Regions from separate parts of the Mus musculus genome. Here region 1 is linked to region 2. A link is a contact called in public Micro-C data. All regions are on one chromosome and are shown on one strand. The core of a region is the stretch at or near the end of the contact, and the rest is flanking DNA. Distances in the headings are between cores, read along the strand shown.

What was found. A called contact is a pair of places that touch in the nucleus more often than the background predicts.
Region 1: a contact with region 2 is called in a Micro-C map of the G1E-ER4 cell line. The contact joins two enhancer-like sites. A contact is called at or near these places in 8 of 484 Hi-C or Micro-C datasets (the G1E-ER4 cell line, the N1E-115 cell line, nephron progenitors and 2 more) and 2 of 115 datasets of contacts at active chromatin or transcription factors (bone marrow-derived dendritic cells and bone marrow-derived macrophages).

Annotation. Positions count from the first base shown.
Region 1 is chr6:22,490,452-22,495,075 of GRCm38.p6, reverse strand. No RefSeq gene overlaps it. Among named protein-coding and RNA genes, the nearest start is that of Gm38773, 100 kb to the right of the region's middle. Within about 2 kb of position 1,270, at least 37 of the 459 cell types and tissues checked have an H3K27ac peak or open chromatin away from gene starts, as enhancers often do. A contact at or near this core is called in the G1E-ER4 cell line and bone marrow-derived macrophages, where this site is marked.
Region 2 is chr6:22,407,633-22,411,841 of GRCm38.p6, reverse strand. No RefSeq gene overlaps it. Among named protein-coding and RNA genes, the nearest start is that of Gm38773, 18 kb to the right of the region's middle. Within about 2 kb of position 2,406, at least 48 of the 459 cell types and tissues checked have an H3K27ac peak or open chromatin away from gene starts, as enhancers often do. A contact at or near this core is called in the G1E-ER4 cell line and bone marrow-derived macrophages, where this site is marked.

The DNA.
Region 1 (4,624 bases), core at 21-2,520, 84 kb before region 2:
GGAGATCACTAAAAAGAAAAGAAAAAAGGGGGCCCAAGTGCCTGACCTAAAATTCCACTCACCCCACCCTGCTTTCCTCCACATTCATGGCATCTTTGGGAAAGAGCTTTGAGTGTACAATATTCGCCCGATTTTTGCGGTGGACCAGGCTAGGCTGATCCTCAGATCTCTTCCTCAGCTGTTTCCACAGCTTAGACCCTGCCTCATCTGACACTGGTTTTTGGCAGAGCCTGGTTCCACCAAAGAATTAGGGCATCTTATACTTCCACATCATTTTGTCTTCTTAAACAGTATGTATTCTCTAAATTGTAAGTAAATAGGTAGGTACCAGTATTTTCCTTTTACAGCTCTTTGAGAAAAGGTATTTACAACGTTAGAAACCAAAGGGGAAGTTTCTGATAGTCAGGGCCCCACACCCTCAGCCTTCCCTGCCTTTCACAGCCAACCTCCTGCTTCTTCTTTAGAATGGTGCCTTTGCACAATAAAAACACCACTTGCATAAAGCATCCAACCTTTTCCTTCCTAAGAAAGTCCCCTTTTCTAATTAAAATATGCAGTAGTCTTAAACACTTCATTACATCTTACAAATTTCAGAAACAGTCTCCTGCTTCAATTTTTGATATTAAATTCAATGTGAATTCTAGCCTCATGTTAACTTTAATTGGAAAAAAGTAGTGCAAAATGTACTTTAAAGGGAAGTCGTACCAGATTAATAAGAATTTCAAGATAAAAGCACGATTGAAATATTTGCTGAGAACCATATCCTTTCATTCAAATAAGGCTAAAGCCGTGTCAAGATTATGAGATTATTTTTTTTCTCAGTATCCCGGAGCAGAGCTAGCGAAGTCTGTGGAGGTGGTTATTCTACTCACCCCTGCAGAAAAATCCACAGAGCAGCCTCAGAAGCAAAAAGCCTTTGGGTCAAATACAGATGCTATTGCTTGTCTCAATCACTAGATGGCGCCATGAGAATCTAAAATAGCCAGTCCTGGCTCATGAGTCCTGAAACAGCTTTGTCAGCATTTCTTAAATTGCGAGCATTCCACTTTTAAAAGAAAAGGGGGGAAAATATTATTTGCTGAAAATTACTTTTAGCAGTTTTGTGGAAAAAAAAACTTTTCTCTAAATGTTTTCAACGACATAGGATTCCAGTAGTAACTGTACTTGTGTTTAAGTCTTGCCACTTTTTCGAAACTGCTTTCCTTCTCTAGTTAAGAACTGTCTACGATGATTAGTCAGCCCCGCAGTGTTCTGCCAAGCCGAAAATGCTGCATTATTGGGCCTTAAAAGCTCTTTCCCAAAGAGGCCATGAATGTGAAGGATACCAGGGAGGGGTGTGCAGAAGGGCTTAGAAGAAAGAAGAAGGAAAAAATGAAATGTTGTAATTAAAATACAATCTCGAAAACTAAGCAAACAAACAGAAAAGCTTTTTTCTACGTTGCATAAATTTCTGAAAAAATCGAAATAGCGGTCGATAGAAGGTGTCTTGCCTAAAGTCAGATACGCAAGCTACTTGTCCCACTGAGCCCAGTTTTTCAGCTTGTGTAACCCAGAGTCATCAAACTGTAATTTCTGTGATTTCACAGGTTAGGTTTGAAAACTATGGCCCCAGACAAAGCCGAGTCCTTATTTTGATGATTTTTGAGAAATAGCCTCAAATTTCCAGATTCGGGGTCGTCTCTTAAATAGATGAAATTTGTCAGTTTATGATTTCCACTTGATACAGAACAGATCTTAGGACATATTTTTCCGTCTGTTAAGTTATTAGCTAAAATGTCTCTGTAGCGGATGCTTCCCTTTGCGCAGAATCCTAAGGAGATGGGGCGGGGCGGGGCAGGCGTGGGATATTCAGCGGCTCTAGTTATTTCCTTTCCTGCAACTCTTCTACTCTATCAGCGTGATTAAGTATCTCCGACAGACCACAGTCGTGCACTAAATATGCGGTGCTTAAAATAGTAACATAATCATTTGTTTGGCAAATGAGGAGTGCAGCAAAGCAGCATAAACTGCTTTTTAAAGCTGAAAGTGTTCTACTTTCTAAATCCCTGAAGTGCAAATTATTTCCAAAGAATGTGCTACTGTCTGAGCGTCTTTCGCTGTCTCGTCTGGTCGTTTTCTACGTTTCTACGCTTCCTTTTCCTTGGGAAACGAAACAGAGGAAAGGAACCTCACCTTGTCTTCCACTCTTCACAAGACATGGGGATTTCTCTCCACACTGTCTGAGACAAAATGGACCAGACAGCAAAGATCTCTCTCTCTCTCTCTCTCTCTCTCTCTCTCTCTCTCTCTCTCTCTCTCTCTCTCTCTCTCACACACACACACACACACACACACACACACACACACACCACCTGTTGCCAGAAGAGTGTGTCTGCAGGTGGTTGGACATAAAGCTTTATAAGAAAGAGTAAACAAACTGTGGACCCCGGGGTACTACCATATTAATCTATCAGACAAGATGTGCCCAGTGGTACAGGAGAGGCATAACTACCCTGGGCTGAAACCAACTCCTTCCCGATTAGATCCGATGCCCTCTTCACAGAAGGGAATGCATACCTTATATGGTAGACTTACTTGGTCAAAAGCCTATGGTTAGAGAGATGGTAGACAGACCCTATCAGGGGGGGCCTACTAATGTTTTTCCTGAACAAATGTCATTAAAATGCCTTCTAAATATTTATGATGACACCCTTAGACTAGTGCAGCTTTCAGCCTTGGCCAGAGAAGCGCCTTTTGACAGTGGGACATGCACACATACAAGTAAATATATAAACGTCATTAAACATTTTTATATAACTGAAAAACAAAGGGGGAAATAATTGGATTGATTCTTATTATCAATTCTAGAATCAAGCAATAGCTTGCTCGGTCTATAAAGTAGTGTTAGTGTGAGATAAAACGGCAGGCTTGGCACTATTGGAAGAAAGAGGTAGGAAGAGAACCAGGAGAGTCAAAACTGGTTTTGTTGTCTCAGAGCACTTTCCTTATAAGACTGAAACTTCATCTGAGCAATGGTGGCACATCTTTAATCCCAGCACTCAAGAAGCTGGGGAAGGTGGATCTCTGTGAGTTCAAGGTCAGCCCAGTCTACAGAGTGTGTTCCGTACACACACACACACACACACACACACACAGAGAGTGAAAGAGGTAATATATACACACACATATATCTTCAATTTCCTTACTTAAAAGTATTTTATTACATATTACCTCTTTCACTCTGTGTGTGTGTGTGTGTGTGTGTGTGTGTGTGTGTGTGTGTGTGCATACACATCCACATGTCTCACAAACACCACAGGCCCAGCATACATGAGAATGTCAGAAGACAACCTGTGAGATCCATTTTCTCCTTCCAGTCTGTGAGCCCCAGGACTGGACAAGGGTGGGCGGAAACCTCCTTATGTACTGAGAGTTCTTTCCAACCTCAGCATGCTTATTGTGTTGATTCGGGTTCACTCAAACTCTAAGCTTAAAGGACTGGACACTTTCAATATGTTTTACTTTGATAGAGTACACTTAACAAACGTGACCATTCTGGCTTGCCCTCTTCTGAAAAGGCTTATATAGGAGGTGATTCAAAATAAAATAAAAATAAATAAATAAGAAATGCCTCTGTGAACTTTGTTAATGATTCTCCTGAGAGGTAGTGACGAGGGCCTATTGTGTGAGAGCTAAAGACCAGGCATCTTTAAATATGGTGGCTTAGGCTAGGCATGGTGGCACATGCCTATAGTCCCAAGAATCTTGAGTTCTATGGTAGCGTTTGTGGGGGCCTTCACATCAAAGGACTGAATTAACAAATCAAAATTGGACTCTGACGGTGTTCGGCCCTGTGGGTGCAAGCCTCAATGGATACTTTATCATGGAGGACGTCCAACTGAGCCTCTTACAGTTCAGTGGATGATCTTGAGGATGTTGCTGAGCCTCGGTGGCTCTTTTGTTGAGAGCATGCAAAAGCAGGGTGCTGCAAATGGATGGTGGAGTGTGTGTGGGTGTGTGTGTGTGCGTGTGTGTGGTGTGTTTATGGCTATGACAGTGGCTTGCCCCAGGATCAATCCAGTCCATGTTTGGGTTTCAGTGACGATGAGTCAGTCCTGTAAGCTTGTAGTCGGTCAGCTGCATTTTGCTTCCAGGATTGCTTCATAGCATATCTCTGGGGGTGAAAGGTCATCCACAAGCAACCTAGAGACCGTGGGAGTTCTTTGGGTACTCATAGTTTTGTTTTCAGTGACCACAAACAACAAAGAGGGAGAAACTTGGAAACATTGATTGATTCAGAAGAAAATTGGAAAAACCGAAAATTTGTTAAGGTTGGCAAGCTCGGTCTCGATAAGAAGGTCACATCTAATCACAAGGGACAAAATTAGTTTTCCAATAATGGGGAAATAAATCAAAATGAAATCTCAACCAAACACACGTCAGTTTCCTTATCTATGAGTTAAATGTAATTTACAAAAGGGGACAAAGTAGGTCAAAAGGCAAGGGAACTGTTCTCTAAATCTGATTGTCCAAACACGTCTGCTCTAATGTTCTATTGAAATTAACATTATCTCCTACATGCCATGTTTTGATTGAGGATAACATCAAAACTATTCTTGATTATAAAATAATCTGGTCTCTGTTT
Region 2 (4,209 bases), core at 1,157-3,656:
GAGTCTTCCTGGTGTCTTTCTCTAGAGAGTCTCTCCCCCACCCCCATCTACCTACTTTCACTAGTCTTCCTACCAGAAATGACACTGGAGTTTACAAAGCTTGAGTGAAAGCACAAATTATTCAGCTTGGACCTCCACACAGATCCCTTCCAAGTCACCTTTGCTTTTTAGTTGACCTTTTCAGACATGAGCATTGGAGATGGCTCATCCTGCTCTTCCACAGTGACTCTAAGTACTCTGTAGGCATATGTAGCAAATGCAGTGGGGGTAGCCCTCTGCCTAGAGGTCAACTGTATCTAAGATATTTTAAAGAAGTGGAAAAAGGCATTATCAGCGTATGTCATACAGTGGCAGGGAAGGATGATGGGATGCCTCTGTAGCTCCTGCTTTCATAAGCATTCCCTTTGCATCCCTGTTCTGACACTATGTACTGATGCCTGAGAGAGGAACATCATCTCCTTCTGATCCCTATAAGCTACTTTTCTGGGTCCAGCTATGGCACTGACCTAACAGGCTCTCTGCTAATGTGTTTGGAGGTTTCTATGACTCTGGCTTTGGGGCTTTCTGCCTTATGGACAGGTACATTTTTCTCTGTCCTATTAATCTCCTTGAAAGCAGAGGTTCAAGTTGGCTCAACCCTTAGATGAATTTGGGTCTTGATCATCCATCAGCAATTCTCTTCATAAGTGCATTCTGGTGGAGGATGGTGAGATGCCCCTTTAAACTCAGTACTTGGGAAGCAGAGATAGGTGGATGGACCTCTGTGAGTCTGAGGACAGCCTGATCTACATAGTGAGTGCTAGGCTAGCTATGGATACTTAGTGAAAAGCTGTCTCAAGCAAACAAAAAAGACTCCAGGACTTTTCCTGCTTGGTTTGTTGCAAGTAGTCTAATGTCCTGTAGATTCAACCACATTGCAACTAACAGCCTTATTCAATTAAAATCTCTCACTAAAGTCCTATTTTTTTAAAAAAAAAAATCTATTAATCCTACTGGTAAGAATAAGACCTCTGTCATAATTTTTGAACCAAATTTGAAGCAAGCTTTATTAAACACTGGCCCAGGATTCCCAAGGTGATGTTAGTCGTTAGTCAGGGACTTATACAGGTAAAATCCACAAGGCTACATGCTTCCTGCCGTCATCCAAACACTGCTAAGCATACATCCTGACACACCCCCTGCCTATGTGAGCAAGCACATGCTGTGCGTTTGGAACAACCAAGCTTACAGAAGCAAAGAACACATGGCTTGTTGCTTGTATGAACAGGCCCCAGCTGTCCAAGAAGTTATCTTATCTGTCCTTGGGCAAGTGAGGCTTGCAAGTTTGAGGAATTTTTGTTTTATAGATCTCTTACCCATAGTAATTTAAACTTAAAACACAATGTTAGCCCTCATACTTCCTTATGAAAATCATCTTCCATTATCTAATACAACCATATGTCAACATTTTCAGACTAAATAATCTACATCCCACCTGCACAATTTATCTTTTTATCATTATAATTTAAATAATTATATATTTAATAACTGTCAAAATCATGACATATCCTATCAACAACACACATATGACAAGAAAAACTAACTTTCAAAATATAGTAGGACGAGACATCTTTCCACAAAGAAAGGTTTATCCTATACAGTACAACGTTATTTTGCATATGAGTTAGTCAGAGATCGGCCTGCTTCTACCTTCTGAGTACTGAAATTAAAGGTATGCACCACCATGCCCAGTTTCACTATGCTTTTGTTAATACATACTGTTCACACTCAGTAAAGCCTCAGCAACATTGATAGTGAGGTTGGGGAAGTAAGGAAATTATTAAAGAAAAGGAGACTGACATGTAACCATTCCTGATTCATGGACCTTTTGAGTTTTTCTCCCTTTCCTCTATGTAAACTTTCTAGGAAATTTAGACCTTTGAAAAGCCTAAATTATTAACCAAATTCTTTGCATGAAAAAATTTTTAGTGTACAGTGACACTTTGCTAGGATAGTTTGGGTTAAACTTCCAATATGATAAATACAAAGTTAAGTGGTACATGAGTGCTCTGTGGAAACCATGACAGACAGACGCCTCCTCACTGTCACATACACATCTGTGGATTTCACAAAACCTTCATGAGCTAAAAAAACTATGAATATTCCTCTATCACCGGCTTCCCTCTTTCCCTCTCTCGTTACTCCTTCCTTCCTTCCTTCCTTCCTTCCTCCCTCCCTCCCTCCCTCCCTTCCTTTCTTCCTTCTTTCCTTCCTCCCTCTCTTCCCCTCTCTTTTCTTGCTTTCTTTCTTTCCTTCTTTCTTTTAATGTGTAAACTTTGTGTCTCAAGAATAACATGAAGATGTCTTAGAAAGCAGGTGTTTCCCCACCACTATTGAAAACACTAGGCTATTGAGTTTCCAGGTGTTCAGTAGAGGAAGTGATGATCAAAGACTTAAATATTCCATTCTAGTTCTTTTGTTTTTCAAAGCCTAAAATATGTCTGTCAAAGACTCTGGGAAGCGGGGCAGCAAATGCATCAAACTGAGCAGAGTCCTCTGCCTGTGTTAGGCTCATCACTGTCCTCAGGAAAAGGGCAATGTGTGCCTGAACCTAAACTGAAGAGGGTGTGAGTGTTCCCAGCGTCTCTTCATATTGCTGGAAAGATAGCACACAGGAACCCCTGGGTTATCGTGGGCTTTGTGGACCACCACTGGACAGAGGCAAAGTTCACTCTCCCGATTGTTTGCTTGCTTGTGCCTTTGTTATCTCATTATAACAACTGGGAGGATCATTTGCAGCTACTGAGCAAAACTGTCACATGCTAAGCATTAAATCATAGACGTTAAAAACGAAAGTGGTGCTTTAAGAAGACAGAACTAAAAACAGAATCATGTGACCTTCAGTGAATTCTTGGTTCTAACAAAAGAAAATGTGCATCATCTGAGCATGAAATGCTTTAGTCCCGTTAGGTGAGCTGAAAATACTGCAATCAATGATGTGATGTATTTTGTTTTTGTATCCTGATAAGAATTTTAGAATTGTGATGTGATGCCAGCAGAAAGATCTGGAATGAAAAGGGCTTCAGGGATACAGTTTCTGAAGATTCAAAGCAGTATTCTAATAAAATAAAAGGCTTTACAGAAGGTGGGGGTGCAGAAATGGAAGGCATTCTCTGGTAGGATACTGTGTCCACATATCAGGGCTATAGAGAAACATTAGCCTCAGTGTGTTATCTGCTAATTCTAACTGTTTTATTTTATTTAGGCAATGGAATGATGGGAAGAAACTTTGTGAGCTGAGAAATCATTCCCTGGAGAGATAGATCTCAGTCAGTTTTCAGACTTGATTGGCAAAGGTACTCACAACACAAAACCCAGAGCACACGAGATCCCGTACATGCACAACTGATGGATTGGAAATGTAAAGTCTCCAAAAAATTTTAACAGGTGCTACAAAAGTTGGAGATGGACAGGCATGGTCGAACATTTAATTCCAGCACCTGAGGGTCAGAGGCAGATGAATTTCTGTGAGTTCGAGGCCAGGCTGGTCTATACAGTGAGTCCCAGAACAGCCAGAGCTACACAGAGAAACCCTGTTTCAAAACAAAACATCAAAGAAGAGAGGACTTTATAGAGAGGTAACAAATGAATAGGATATTTCTTGGCTATTATTACATATGTAACTATCACAGACTTAGCAACTTAGAGCACTTTCAACATCTCAAATTTTCTGCAAGTTATGAACCAGGGCTTTTCCTTTTTCTTTATCAGCTCACAGGGCTATAATGAGAGGTTTTCTTTGCAGAAAGTCAGTCCTCAAGCTCACACAGGTAGGACTAGGCAGTAACTGATTCTGAGGGCTGTGGACTGAGAGCCATGCTTCCTAGCAAACGGCTGCCTGGAATTCATTCTCTCTTTGCTCCTCCCAACATAGCTACATACTTCATCCAAGAAGTCAAGGGAAAGTCTTCCAGCAAGAAAAGACACTACTCTATGAAGCCTGGTCATGACAGTAACATTGGTCCACCTTTAGTCTGTAGACTAGAAGCAGATTAATAATTCAGTTCAAACAAAAAGAGGTTATTTGACCCAGAAAAATACACGTACATATACATACACATACACACACACACAAACGCATGCATGTGCACAGGCACACACACACACACACACAGAGGGGGGGAGGGGGAGAGACAAAGACAGAGAATTGTAAAACAAGCTTTGGTTTAG